3 separate regions of the Mus musculus genome follow, and all the other regions are linked to region 1. The links are chromatin contacts, called in public promoter capture Hi-C maps. All regions are on one chromosome and are shown on one strand. Each heading gives the region's core, a stretch centred on a gene start, on an enhancer-like site or on the middle of the called end of the contact. The rest is flanking DNA. Distances are from core to core; before and after follow the strand shown. Region 1 has its middle 9.1 kb from the start of Gm5617. Region 2 holds the start of Sik3 (SIK family kinase 3). Region 3 holds the start of Zpr1 (ZPR1 zinc finger).

Region 1 (4,689 bases), core at 1,589-4,088:
CTGTGGCCTCCACACGCACATATATGAGGAATTGAATCCAGCTCATTGTTAATTCTAAAGAGAAGATGGAATTCTTCATGGGGGCAGTGGGTAACACTTCAGTTAACAAGTTCAAAGTTGTGTTCCTTATATCTGACGATATCAGCACCAAATGCTCATCTGTTAACACAGAATTTTAATGAGGCTTTTATGTATTTCATCTTCGAAAATGTCTTCTCATACAGATAGATACTGCCAAATACTGATAAGAATCTCTGAGCATATGGTTTTAATTGAGTATATTCATTGCTTGGAAGGCACTTAGACAATACTATTAAACTCCCCTCTTGATATTTGCCTTTCAGCCTGTCATTACATTGCAAATTAATTGCTTGCAATTGACATTTAGGTGGAAGCTCCTCAATTGTACAGTTAAATGACTTTTGAAATATTGGGGGAAAAACACTTTCATCCTGGTCCATAAAATGCTTTTAGATTCTAGTTGGAGCAGAGAAAATAAGTCTACTGGAAATGTGTTTGGCTATAGGGGCTGTGGCTTGCTCTGACAACACAAGAAGTGTCGAACAGTTTGAGGAGGTAGGCTGTCAGCTGTTGGCTTTGTTTTTGTTTTGATGGTTATGTATGTGTGTCTGTATGCAGTTATGCCCACCATGTGCTTGTAGGAAGCAGCACAGGCCAGAAGAGGTTGTCAGATTCCCTAGAACTGGAGTTAGAAGCAGTTGTGAGCTCCTCTATGTAGGTGCTGAGAACTAAACCTGGATCCCATGAGCCATCTCCCTAACCCTAAGACCGATAGTTGCTGTTGAAATAACTAGATCATCTTCTCAGTTTCGTGTGTGAGGGCAGCTTCACTGATTAGCCTTACCTTAGAGATTCACTGAGTTCTTTCTAAAGCCAGTCATAGCTCCGAGGCAGTAGTTGAGGGTAGTTCCTCCCATCACTTAAAATATACAAACCACTCTTAGCTTGGAGGGATGTTAAAACTGGCAGAGGGCTGTATTGGTAGTTCTCTGCTACACTGCCCAAAGGCACAAAATGATTTAGTGTAGAGTAGGAGTTGAAATTTGATCAGGCATCCTGGCCTCGAAGCTAATTCCCTTGGTGACTGTGTGATGCAACTTATTGTCCCAGAGTAGCCAGTAGCCAAATCTTCATGGGTTTCTCTCCTAACATTCTCTTCTCTTTAAAAGATGAATCAGACAGTATTCACTACATGCAAAAGAGGCTAAGTTAAATGCAGCCAGAGGCCATGTGGTCACTTTATCCTTCAGTGTAAATAATACCCTACGATTTAAAACCCCGCTTTAACTTGCTGTGATAACCAGCCTGCATCTCATCCAGATACACATAACCACTGTGTCAAATTGTATCTCATTTCCTTCCTTATGTTTAACTCACTTTCACTCTATGCACATCCCTAAGTGTAATATAAAGTGTTCCACCTGCTTTAGAACAATACAAGTAATGTATTCTACACATATTCTGTGACTTGCTTATTTTCTTGACTCCATTTTGCCAGCACATATTTAAACTAAAACTACACCTGAATGCCTTGTGACAGGACATGAATTTTCCATTATCTCTCCTTACTTCTATCACACGTTTCAGTTACCTGCCTGACCCCTCAAGCCATTGTGCTTGCCACGCCTCCTTTTGCCATCCCAGGTAGACACTTAAATGTTTCTGAATATTTGGCTGTGGGAATTTCACCAGTGTTACAAGCACATTTTTGTTCTATACAATTAAAAACTAGATATGAAATTTTATTATACAAATTCATCTACATTTTATCTTGGCCAAAGTCAATCTATGATTGCTTGAGGATGAAGTTTGAGTGGGGAAAAAAATAGAAATTGTATGAAGAATGAGAACATCCTACATTGAATGGTGATGATTATTACTTGAGTACCATGGTCAAAACTCATCAAGCAGTACAATTTTAATAAATGCATTTATTATAAATAAATTACATTTTAATAAAGTCAGAAGATACACATCACTTAATCTGAGGGAATGGTCTTAGATACATAGGACGAACAAATGAGGTCCCTCAGCTTTTCAAGCCCTTGTGCCAAGCTGACCAAGAAAACATCTATATAGTATATCATATATCATATATAGCATATAGCATACAGTATAGTATAGCATGTCTGTGCTCAGCGCTCCTCTGAGCATTTCGAAGTGTCAGCATTCTGCTTTTTGTACCAGCTTCTTGTTTGGCATGAAAGTGTTCCAAAGAATCTGATCATATTTGTAAGTTCTTAGAAACAGTTTCTTAACACATAAAGCCCAAGGATTGCATCCTGGAATGTAGTGCCCACAATAATGACCTGTGCCATAAATGCATATGAGGTTATTCCCCACCTCAACATCTCTCAGGACACACTTCTTTACACCTAGTGTCCATTAACCGACCCTCTGTAGACAAATCAAGAGTTGGTATTCATAGGCAATAATTTAAGTATTTTGTAATAAACGCGTATTTTCCTCTCTGGCAACCATGTAATGAAGAACAATGAAATTCTTTTTGTGAGTTATCTAGCCTTGTCGACTCTTTAACTGTATTTCACATATAAATTAGTATTCATGGGCCACTCCACTGTCAGTGGCCACCTCACAGAGACTTTTGAGATTGTTTTTTGTGTAGTTTATTCTGGAAGATCTGCCAAATTAGAACATAGCAGCAATTTTGAAAAGAATCCAGTATGTTGATGTGAGAAGACTGTGCATATAAATTCTTTAATTATCTCTCCTTTGGCTTAATTTTAGCTTTGTGGAGTGAGAACAGATCTGCACTTGCTCCACTGCCACAATATTGGGTGGCAGCTCCAACTTGGCTCTTTTCTGGGACCGAGCTCAGAGCCATATAACAGCACTGTGATGTGGACACAGTTTCTCTGCTAAAGCCATCCATTTTAATAAAGTAAAGGTCTAACCCATCGAGCCTGGTTGAATACAGCTGTTGCATTGATCTCTTCTGGCGCTACAGTTTCTGAGTTCATTTCCTTAATCAGATTTTCCGTATGGGGAAAAGCACGAAGCTGCTTGGTATCTTCCAGCGTGCATGCATTCTAATTTCAGAATTTAATCAAATGGAACTGGCTTCCTGACAGAGTAAACAGAGCAGAATACTGTATCCACACCGGCTGCCAAGCTAGCAGCCTGAATTTATTTTTCCTTGCTTTGCTAAATGCATCTTGAATTTTCGAAAACATAGTCCAGGTTTTAAAAAATTTAGCATTTCTGGATCAAGACAAGTCACCGCTAATATCCCACCACAAATACATCCATTAAATTGCAAAAGTCAGGTAGCCAAGCTAATCCTTTCTCACACGCCCATGGCCACAGAAGAAAACAGATTCCATTTTTCCCCTATTGATCACAGCAGTTGTGTACAGAAGACCCTTGCTATTGCTAATCTAATCCCCAGAAGGGCAAACATTAAATAAAACAAGCAAGCAAACCAAGAGGGAACAGATACAATTTCTGGGGGAAAATGTACATAATCTTATGAACACAATAATTTCAGGGAGCCTGGGCATCTCTCTCTCTCTCTCTCACACACACACACACACACACACACACACACACACACACACACGCTATTTCTAACCCAGAAGTCCCTCCCTCAGTATCAAGTTCAAACATTGGTTCACAATAAACCAAAGGGACCATGACCATTTGTCCTTGGTTTATAGGTAATTTCATAAAACTTGCTCTTTCCATAAGTATGTATTTTGAAGTTACAGGTTTTTTGTTTTGTTGTTGTTGTTGTTGTTTTATTGAGACCCGGAGTCTGTGGTGGTTTAAATAAGAAATGCCCCACATAGGCTTGGGTATTTGAACCCTTGGTTCCAAGTGGATGGCTCTCTTTGGGGAGTTTGGGAGGCATGGAGTTACTAGAGGAAGTACATCAGTAGCATGGGCTTCATGAATACACAGCCCCACTGTAGTCCCAGTTGGCCCTCTCCACTTCATGTCTGGGCTTGAAGACATGACCTCTTAGCTTCCAGGTCCTGCTGCCATGCCTGCTGCTCACTGCCATGCTGCCCCACCGTGGAACCATAAGCCAAAATAAACTAGTTCTTCCATAAGTTGCTTTTGGTCATGGTGTTTTATCACAGCAAGGGAAAAGTGACTGACACAGGGTCTTGTATACCCAGACTGACTTCAAACTCAAACTCAATATGTAGCCAAGGGTGGCATTGAACTTCTGATCTTCTTGCTTCCACCTCTGATGTGCTTGGTATTACAGGTGTGTACCACCACACCCCCGTATGATGTAGTACTGGGTATCCAACCCTGGACTTTGTGAATATTAGGCAAACACTACACAGAACTATGTCAGCAGCATATCTGCAGCCACTGAGAGCGTGTAGTTCAAAGACCAACACATGATAGTTCTCTTCTTATATGTTGTCCCTTCTTTAGACATGGACATCTTCTTTTGGTGGTGGGGGGGGAGGGGTTGACGGGTGTGGTTTTTTCGAGACAGGGTTTCTCTGTGTAGCCTTGGCTGTCCTGGAACTCACTCTGTAGACCAGGCTGGCCTCGAACTCAGAAATTCGCCTGCCTCTGCCTCCCAAGTGCTGGGATTAAAGGCATGCACCACCACTGCCCAGCCTCATGGACATCTCTTCTTTAGTCAAATGAAACATAGCTAAGAGACTCAAATGAGTGTCAAATATT
Region 2 (4,689 bases), core at 1,626-4,125, 2.5 Mb before region 1:
GCCCTGGCTGTTCTGGAACTTGATTTGTAGACCAGGCTGGCCTCGAACTCCAAGTGCTGGAATTAAAGGCCTGTGACACCAGGCTTGTTGTAAATCTTAAGTGACTTTATAATATTATCAATGTATACTGTGCAATCCAGTGCTTGGCAAATAGTTGTTGTTGTTATTATTATTATTTTATTATTATTTTATGGTGCTGGGGATCGAGGTCTCTGAGAACCCAGCAAGCCTTTATCCAGATCCCTGAATAAACGCACTGAATGCACACCTTCTCACCCCATTCCACAAAGGCAAGGAACACCCTTATCTGGCTATCCTATACTCACTGCTAGGGAACCAGCAGGATAGGTCTCTTTGGAAATTAAAGCAATGCTCCATTTTCCTAGCTCCTCCTCAAGGCTTTCTTGAAGTGAGGGGTGGGGTGGGGGAGTGATACAATGAGAATTTGAATAAGAGGTGCAGCTCAGTTGGTAGAGTGAGTGCACAGTAAAGCATTATCACGGAGCCCCGAGTTTGATCTTCAGCACTGCATGAGATAGGTCAGGACATTGCTGGGCAGTGGTGGCGCACGCCTTTAATCCCAGCACTCGTTGGTGGGAGAGGCAGGCGGATTTCTGAGTTCGAGGCCAGGCTGGTCTACAGAGTGAGTTCCAGGACAGCCAGGGCCATATAGAGAAACCCTGTCTCGAAAAACCGAAAAAACAAAACAAAACAAAACAAAAACAAAAACAAAAAAACCCAAAAAAAGACAGGTCGAGCACACCTGTAACTCCTGTATTTGGGAAGTGGAAGCAGAGAGATCACAGATTCAAGGTTGTCCTTGGTTACCCAGAACTTCTGAAATCAGCCAGGGCAAAATGAAACTTTGCTTAGCTGGGTGTGGGTGTGGTAGCTACAAGCCTTTAATCCAGCACAGGGGAAGCAGAGGCAGGTGGATCTGTGTGTTTGAGGCTGGCTTGATTACGTATTCAGTTCCAGGATATCCAGGACTACATGGAGAGAGACTGTCTCAGAGAGAGAGAGAGAGAGAGAGAGAGAGAGAGAGAGAGAAAGAAGAAGAAGAAGAAGAAGAAGAAGAGAGAATTTGATCAAAACAAACAAATTTTCCAATTATGTCTAAATGTCTAAGAGTGGAAGACACTCTGGGTGCACAGCCTAGACAAGAGTGGCTTCAGTACTGATTCTAAGCCTTCCAGAGAGAAAGCTTGTTTTTCTTTGTCTTACCAGGAGAGCTCCCCACCTCCAGGGAGATGGTAAACCTCATTCTGAGGTCCAGCCCCTAAGTTATTGGCTTTGCTAGATTCCAGCAAGGGCCATGAAGTTGTAAGGGCCACACCCAATCATTCATCTCAGATTTCGTAATCTCACTTGATGAATAGGTTTAAGCAGCCTAAGAAGCAAGGTCCACTTCATCCCTGTCTTTATTTGCTTGTAAAGGAGCCAATTAGTGTTAATTGTGCTGGCAATTTGAAATAGCCACCAGGGAACTGATTCAAGGCAGTTGTGGGATGACCCCTCTGTCCCATCCTAGACCCAGCCATTACTTATGTCACATGGGGGGAATCAGAACATTGGGGAAAGACCTGTGGTCAGAAAGGGTAAGCATGTATTTCCTTTCTCACATACCCAGTGACCTGGATGTCACTTTTTGATACTGCACAGAGATGTGACAATACTCCTGTGCCATGGAGGGAGATACAGGTGTGGGTAGAATAGCACTGGATACATGAGATACAATTATATAGAGGAATGCACACAGCCTTCTTCCTTCCTTTTCTAACGGACCAAAGGCTATCTCTCCTTTACAGCCCAATTTCCTATCCCCACCAGAGGCAGATAAATCAATCTACTTAATAAGGAAGGAGGAGGGGGAGAGGCTCAGTTACAGCCCAGGATGTGGAATGTCAGATAACAGGAGGGAAGAAAGAGGGATATGAGTTTTATTGCAGGGGTTATTAATTTGATCACTCTTAATGTCCTTGGAGAGTCATTAGTAGGGATGGAATTTATATTAGTTACTCGTTTTGCTTAACGGATTGCTCATCTTTAAGCATGACGTGGCCCTGAATGCAACACACTTCACCAGTACTAACCCAGCAACAGAAAACGAGTGAAGAGATTCTGACCAACTGGCTGGAGAATTGTTCCGAGTCAGGGGTGGCAGGAAGGAAAATGACGGTCCTTTTCTGGCCCTCACCCACCCAAAGACTGGAACGCATGTTTGGGATGGGTTCAACATCCTTGAATATGCAAACTCTAATTTCCGCACTCTTCTGTGTTCGATGACTTATTAGATTGATTGTACGAAGTGAGCTGGGCTTTGTAAGAGTTTTTGCTGAACAATTCCCCTGCCTTGCTACCAACTTGGTTACAGTTGCTTAAATACTGTAGCTATTCCTGCCTCTGTGGCCTCCAGGGCTAAAGTGGGACAAGGCTGGTATTTTTGGTGACGAGGAAATCCTTTTAAGGGAGGTTTGGTGATGACTGAACTGGGACACAGGTCGGAGCAGGGATCCCATCAGCGAACCAGGGGCCATCGGGAGTCTGGTTCTGGGGTCTCCCCATCTCATATCCCTACCTCGCTAGGCGCGGCGGAAGCTTAGAAGTTGCTGCTGACCCTCGACGTTTTCAATGCCTGTTCCCCAGAGGGGGGCACTAGGGAGCCGGCGCCTCAGGAACAGGGACCCACGCGGGAAGGTCGAGCTCGCCCGGTGAGGTCACGGTTGCCATGGCTTCGGGCAGTGACGCGCGTCCGCACGTGACGCGCGGTTGCCATGGCGTCGGGCGCCCGGCGGCGCGGGAGCCCCGCCTCCCGGAGTGACGTCTGTCGGCAACCCCCCTCTTTCGGCCCCCCCGCGCCCCCTCCCCCCCGGCCGGCTCCCCGCGGCCCCGGAGGTTTCACTGCACAACAAGATGGCGGCGGCGGCGGCGAGCGGAGCTGGCGGGGTTGCCGTGGCCGGAGCAGGGGGAGCCGGGCCGGCCGGCCGCCTGCTGCCTCCGCCCGCCGCGGGGCCCCCGGCAGCCCCCGCCGCAGTGCCCCCGGCCGCCGTCCCGGCGCGTCCCACAGCCCCGGCCTCCCGCGGGTCGATGGCCGCTCGCATCGGCTACTACGAGATCGACCGCACCATCGGCAAGGGCAACTTCGCTGTGGTCAAGCGGGCCACGCACCTCGTCACCAAGGCCAAGGTAGTGGCGCTGGGGACCGCGCGGCTGCGGGCTGCGCTGCCCGGGGGGCGTTGCAGCAGGGCGGTGGGGCCAGGGGAGTCCGCGATTCCCCGGGGCTCGGGTCAGGGTCAGCAGTGGGGACCGGTGCTGGCGGGAGAAGGCAGGGACCTCAGAGCGGAGGGGTTCCGGAAGGGGGGGCTCCGGGAACTTAGCAGCTGGACATCGGAGAGGTCCCCAGGGCTGTGCGCAGGGTCGGGGGGGGGGGGTGACTGGAAAGGAGGCGTTGGAACTCTCTGGGGGCCGGCGGACTGCACGCCAGGAAGACTCCGGAACCAGCAATTAGGAAACCATCAGAACGAGGGCAGGGGCATATGAAATGTGGACCACAGGATGGGGGAGACGCGCAAACTGGCTGCCTCAGGCTTCCCAGGACGGCTGGGGCATGGGGCTGAGGGTGTGCGGTGGGGTGCAAGACACCGGGAAGAGAAGGACCTGGCACCTATACCAGAGAAAGGAATCCACGTTTGATTATTTAAGACGGGGAGATGGTGTCAGTTGTAAGCCTGAGGAAGTATACTTGATTATGGGAAGAGTCAGTGAAGAAAGCAGGGAAATAAGGGGGAAAAAAATGGAATGGACCCATGACCAGATGTCCCAAGGCTCAGGGTTCCTGGTGACACTAGCTAACCAAGGGTTAAACAATTTAGGATAAGATGGTTTGCTGGTTATTTTTAGTTGTCAGAGGGTCTGAAATGGTGGGCTTTTTAGAACTCGGGGTGGGCTTTTCAGTAGGGAAGGGAACCGTGGGATTGGCACGACAGAATTCCACTCATTTGGGCCCTTTGGTTCCCAAGGGATTTGAGGAGCTGTAGTAGTGAAACTGGCCAAGGTCAGTTAGGAAACCATGTATGTATACGCATGTAGTATATTTTTTAAAGGACTCAGAGGGTAGCACTTTTACCTATCTTTCTTCATTGAGAGTATCAAGGAAAATCATTCAGTTTTGATGGAAGCCACAAAACCCATTTGAATTCCCAACTCGTCTTTGCTCAATACCTCACTTAAATGGATACTTTTAACGTAGTAGTCATTCCTTATATTTAAAACAGTAGCTTGAGTTTTTCTTCCGCCTGGCTAATGAAAAACCTTTACTACCTAAGCATGCTCCTCCGGGAGACCCAGGACTCCCCTCCCCTCCTCCCCCTGGCCGCTGTTTACCTTAGCCTACCTTGTTTTGGCTTTTATAGCAGTCCCTCCCTGCCAGGACTTATCTGGGCCTCGTATCCTGCTTATTGGCAACCTGAAAGTTCCTTTCCTTGCCTCTCTCTGTCAAAGACTACAAGGGGCCCTTCTTCCGAGGGTGGCGGCGGGCAGAGTGATTGGTCAGTTTCACTTCCTCTGGTGGGACCCCTTCAAGCCTCAAGTCTTCAGAGCCCTGTGACAGACTCAAGTGCGCCCTCCTGTTGCAGTCCCTCCCTCAGGTCCGCAGCTGGAGCCGAAGCCGGCATCTCCTTACCCCCTACA
Region 3 (4,689 bases), core at 1,240-3,739, 2.2 Mb before region 1:
TAGCCACAGCGCCTTCGCTCCTGAGCTGGGACACTCAGACAGTAATAAGGCCCTGAGCAGACTGCAGAGCCGACTGGACGACCTGTGGGAAGATATTGCCTATGGCCTTCAAGACCAGGGTCATAGTCATTTGAGTGACCCTGAGGGTCACTCCGGTTAACCCTCCAGCTCATTGTCTGGACCCTGAGCCGCTAGCATGGTCTATTAGGCAGAGGGTGGAGGGTCCTGCACACCACCAAAGGTGCTGCTGTCCCAACCTACCCAGCCTCCTCAACTCCCCTACTCAGGGGCATTACACTCAGTAGGCTTTGCAAACCCAGCTTCTGGTACTCATTTGGCAATCCTAAGTAGCAAGAGTGAGGTGACAGGAGTGGGAGATGGTGTGTGGGGTGACTGACCGCAAGCCAGTGCTTGACCGTGCTGGAAACCCATGCCACTACAACCTGGAGTTGGGCTCCTGTTAATTCTCGCAGCCTGGTGCTGGCTGTTACAGTTGGTCCATGGAGAGGAACTCCTGTCTCCCCAGGGTTGTCATGAGAGCTTTTGTTGGAAGGGAGCAGGAGGAGAGCATGATGCAGAGAACATGTGATGGAGTGTGTACGTCCCTGCCAGTGGTCCTGCTGGTGGGTCCAGTGATGGGACCGGGCAGAGCCCCTATTTCCTTAGAGAACTCTGAATCCAGATAAGGAACTGAGCCATCCACACGATGAAGGAGGGCTTCTAAAAAAATCCTGTACAGAACAAACTGTGTGCCTTCCTCATCATACAGTCCCTACCTCCTGACTCTCAGGGTGGAACTGACTTTTGGTTGGAATGAAATAGATGCTCGTGATGGAACGTTGTTGGTCTGGCGTGACTCTCATTGGACCATGTCTGAGAGCAATTGTTTCCCCTCTGTCTCAGAACACACCCACCATCCACTTGTACCCCTCACTTGCTCTTTCTGTCTCTTTTCCATTCTTGGTCCACTCTGGGCGAGTTCTGCCGTAGGACTCCTGGCTAGACAATGGCTGTCACATTTGATGGGGTTGGGTGGGGAGGAGGCTGTCTTGTTCCACAGTCTACGGATCACAGGACAGCGTGGATTAATTCTCGCAGCCTGGTGCTGGCTGTTACAGTTGGTCCACGGAGAGGAACTCCTGTCTCCCCAGGGCTGTCATGAGAGCTTTTGTTGGAAGGGAGCAGGAGGAGAGCATGATGCAGAGAACATGTGATGGAGTGTGTAATGGGGAAACATGCTCTCCCTGAAATCCCTGAAGGATCCCCTTACCCTTGGTCCCATGTTCCAGATTCCTCATGCCTGCTTGACTCTCTTCTTGGGATTGATAAAAACTCTCTCTTTGAGACAGATCTCACTACAGAGTATTTGCTGGCCTGGAATACATTATGTAGATCAGGTTAGCCTCACATTAATAGAGATCAACTTGCCTCTGTCTCCTAAGTACTAGGGTTAACAACATGCTCGGAGACCTAAGAACTCTTAACTCTCTTTCGTATACACACTCACTCAGATATCAAAGATCGCCAGGGACCAGTGAAACAAGACAGGGGCGGGGAAGGAAAGCCCAGCTCAGCACCCTTTCTTCCCAGCTCAGCCTTCTCTGCACAGGATGCTCGATACCTCCCCACTACAGATCCTCTGTGAAGCTGCACTCCACGCAACCACACCCTTGTTACCCTCAATCCTGTAGATAGAGTCAGTGTCAGCCATGTGACTGGGTTGTGGTCCAAGACTTAGAGAGGAAGCGCTAGAAAGGAAATTTGAAAAAACCCGATAAAGTAGGGTGTTTTGTTAGGAAACAAGGAGAGATTAAGACAGCGAATGCGGTGGGGGGAATGAGAAAAATGAGTAAAAAGAAGAGCAGTGTATTTAGAGTTAGGGGCGGTGTTTAAAAGGACAGAAGTGAGGAGCTGGGGGAAAGAGAGTCAGGGAGGGGAGAAGCTAGATAACAGGAGAGGGGACCCAGGCAAGGTCTGGCCACAGTTTTTTTTTTTTAATTATTTATTTTATTTATTATATGTAACTATACTGTAGCTGTCTTCAGACACTCCAGAAGAGGGAGTCAGATCTCCTTACCGATGGTTGTGAGCCACCATGTGGTTGTTGGGATTTGAACTCGGAACTTTGGACCTTTGGAAGACCAGTCGGGTGCTCTTACCCACTGAGCCATCTCACCAGCCCGTGGGGGCACAGCCTAGGCGATTCCAAAGCAACCGGGGCATTTTACATAGACCTGGAGTCCTGGGGACAAACAGGCTACCCGTATAGAGAAGCCACAACTAGCGAGCTACTCACGAGTAGCTGTCTTCAGACACACCAGAAGAGGGCGTCAGACCCCATTATGAATGGTTGTGAGCCAACATGTGATTGTTGGGATTTGAACTCAGGATCTTTGGAAGAGCAGTCAGTGCTCTTACCCGATGAGCCATCTCTCCAGCCCAGTGTGGGTCTTCTCTAGTTACGGAAGTGCAGTCTAGGAACCGGAAGTCTTTGTCAGAGACTGACCTAGGAAACGCAGGGTCTGCGGCCTCTTTAAGAAGGGGCGGGAACAGGGGCTGGAGGAAGTGAGGTCGCAGGGGCCGCGGAAGCCGGAAGCCGCCGCGGGAGCAACGCGTGGGGAGATGTCTGCCAGCGGGGCTGTGCAGCCGGGACACCCGGGGGCCGCCGTCGGGCCCTCGCCCGCTGCGGCTGCGTCACCAGCCACCGGGCCTTTGTTCCGGCCCCTCAGCGCCGAGGATGAGGAGCAACAGCCCACCGAGATCGAGTCACTGTGCATGAACTGTTACCGGAACGTGAGTCTGAGCCCGGGGAACCACCCAGCCGTGCACCCAGAGGCAGCTCTGGCGTACAGGGTGTAAACAAGCTGAAGTCATTCTCCCCAACGCCGCTTCTGCTTCCCTAGGGCACGACGCGACTTCTGCTCACCAAGATCCCCTTCTTTAGAGAAATCATCGTGAGCTCCTTTTCCTGCGAACACTGTGGCTGGAACAACACGGAGATCCAGTCTGCAGGCAGGATCCAGGACCAGGGAGTGCGCTACACCTTGACCGTGAGAAGCCAAGAGGTGAGCGCAGACCAGAGAAGGTACCCCCACGGTTTCAGAGAGCGCACTGGGGGTCAGAGCCCCCAATCGGACCATCAGCCCTTCACCAGACCTGTCCCAAGCCCTTAGTGTCGTCCTTTGACAGTGGTGTCGGTGGTGCTGGCCTCGGTTCTGCTGCTTTGAGTGGTGAACGTGCTTTGCGAATTTTGTGGGAGTGATGGGATTTATGTGGAAGAGCTGGGCTTTGTGGGTGGTGTTCTTACCTTCTGGGTAGTCAGGCTGACACCATGTGTACTATCCTGAAGTAGTTTGGACTCTTCTGAATGGAAGGCGGGAAGAAGAAAGATCTGGGTTGGCATCTGATGGAGAGATGGTCTGGTTATTTCCCAAGCTTTATTGCTGACCTCTTTAGCTAGAACGGTTTGCTTTCTGTCCAGGACATGAACAGAGAAGTGGTAAAGACAGACTCTGCCACCACAAGGATCCCCGAGCTGGATTTTGAGATTCCAGCCTTCAGCCAGAAGGGAGGTGAGTTTTAAGATCAGGTGTGTGAGGTGTGTGAGCTGTTCACAAGCTGAGATGTTTCCTATTTTCTTTCAAAGCCTGGTCCAGGTCACGCCTAGTGGCTTGTGTTTGGTCATTTAATTATAGTGGATTTTCATGTTTTAATGTGAGTAAAAAGTTATAGTTAATCTCTCTCTCTCTTTTGTTTTGTTTTGTTTTGTTTTGTTGGTTTTTAGGGTTTCCCTATGTAGCCCTGGCTGTCCTGGAACTCACTCTGTAGACTAGGCTGGCCTCAAACTCGGAAATCTGCCTGCCTCTGCCTCCCAAGTGCTGGGATCAAAGGCCTGCACCACCACTGCCCGTCTAATTAAATCTCTTAAGAGTCCAGTAGTGAGACAGACCACGGTGTGCTTAGTTTAGAGCTTTATAGATGAGGAGAAGGAGGCCTGCAGAGTTCAGGGAAAGTGTTGAGGGTCACACAGACAAGTGATAGCACGTCAGCACTCACTTGTCTCATGTTTCATTTACCACAAGCTCTGACCACTGTTGAAGGACTCATCAGCCGTGCGATCTCTGGCCTGGAACAGGATCAGCCCACACGACGGGTGAGTAGGGATGAGTCAAACTGTATCAGACCAAATGTTGGGGAACTTTTTGATTGAGCACATAAAGGAGCTAGTTCTCCATGTTGTGCTGTCCCCAGCCCACGTCTCGGTGTGCCCTCCTGCACTTCAGATAATGTCACATTATCTTGAAGAGTCTTCGGCTTCTCTACAGCTTCCTGAGGATTCTTTTATATCTGTACTTGTTATTATAGAAATAATGTCATTGCACATTGCTGCTGTCTGTCTCTAACTGGCTAGAGAGGCATAACAGAATTTTGGATTTTTAAAGGAATTTCTTTTTAATTATGTGTTATGTGCCCGTGTGATGTAAGATGTAAATGTGATGGCAGATACCTTTGTGAGCCAGAAGCAACAGTTCCCCACTGTTACAACAGTTCCCCACTGAGACGAAGTTACAGTGCAGTGGAATAATAAATAAGAAAATAAGCCCGCCTCCTAACCCCCAGCATCGTTTATAAACTTCAGATGAGCTTCTTGTGTCTCACTATAAAATTCAGGTCCCTGTGCTCCCAGTC

The links. Promoter capture Hi-C pulls out the DNA fragments that hold promoters and counts their contacts.
Region 2: a contact with region 1 is called in a promoter capture Hi-C map of hippocampal neurons, with 2.2 times the contacts expected there. The contact joins the promoter of Sik3 here to the enhancer-like site in region 1. A contact is called at or near these places in 3 of 39 promoter capture datasets (the 3T3-L1 cell line, hippocampal neurons and pre-B cells) and 3 of 115 datasets of contacts at active chromatin or transcription factors (extraembryonic endoderm stem cells, large pre-B cells and pro-B cells).
Region 3: a promoter capture Hi-C map of hippocampal neurons shows a contact between it and region 1, with 2.9 times the contacts expected there. The contact joins the promoter of Zpr1 here to the enhancer-like site in region 1. A contact is called at or near these places in 8 of 39 promoter capture datasets (the C10 cell line, cranial neural crest, embryonic stem cells and 4 more), 4 of 115 datasets of contacts at active chromatin or transcription factors (astrocytes, differentiating embryonic stem cells, embryonic stem cells and 1 more) and 2 of 9 other capture datasets (adipose tissue and liver).

Annotation. Positions count from the first base shown.
Region 1 is chr9:48,502,118-48,506,806 of GRCm38.p6, forward strand. No RefSeq gene overlaps it. Among named protein-coding and RNA genes, the nearest start is that of Gm5617, 9.1 kb to the left of the region's middle. Within about 2 kb of position 2,839, at least 16 of the 459 cell types and tissues checked have an H3K27ac peak or open chromatin away from gene starts, as enhancers often do. A contact at or near this core is called in hippocampal neurons, where this site is marked.
Region 2 is chr9:46,009,945-46,014,633 of GRCm38.p6, forward strand. Sik3 (SIK family kinase 3) reads left to right here and starts at 2,876. Exons shown (of 25, transcript NM_027498.3): 1 at 2,876-3,186. The coding sequence starts at 2,914. It also overlaps a transcript of Pafah1b2 not described here.
Region 3 is chr9:46,270,575-46,275,263 of GRCm38.p6, forward strand. Zpr1 (ZPR1 zinc finger) reads left to right here and starts at 2,490. Exons shown (of 14, transcript NM_011752.2): 1 at 2,490-2,793; 2 at 2,904-3,065; 3 at 3,482-3,572; 4 at 4,083-4,153. The coding sequence starts at 2,623. It overlaps Apoa5 (apolipoprotein A-V), which reads left to right. Exons shown (of 4, transcript NM_080434.4): 4 at 1-1,347. The coding sequence ends at 160.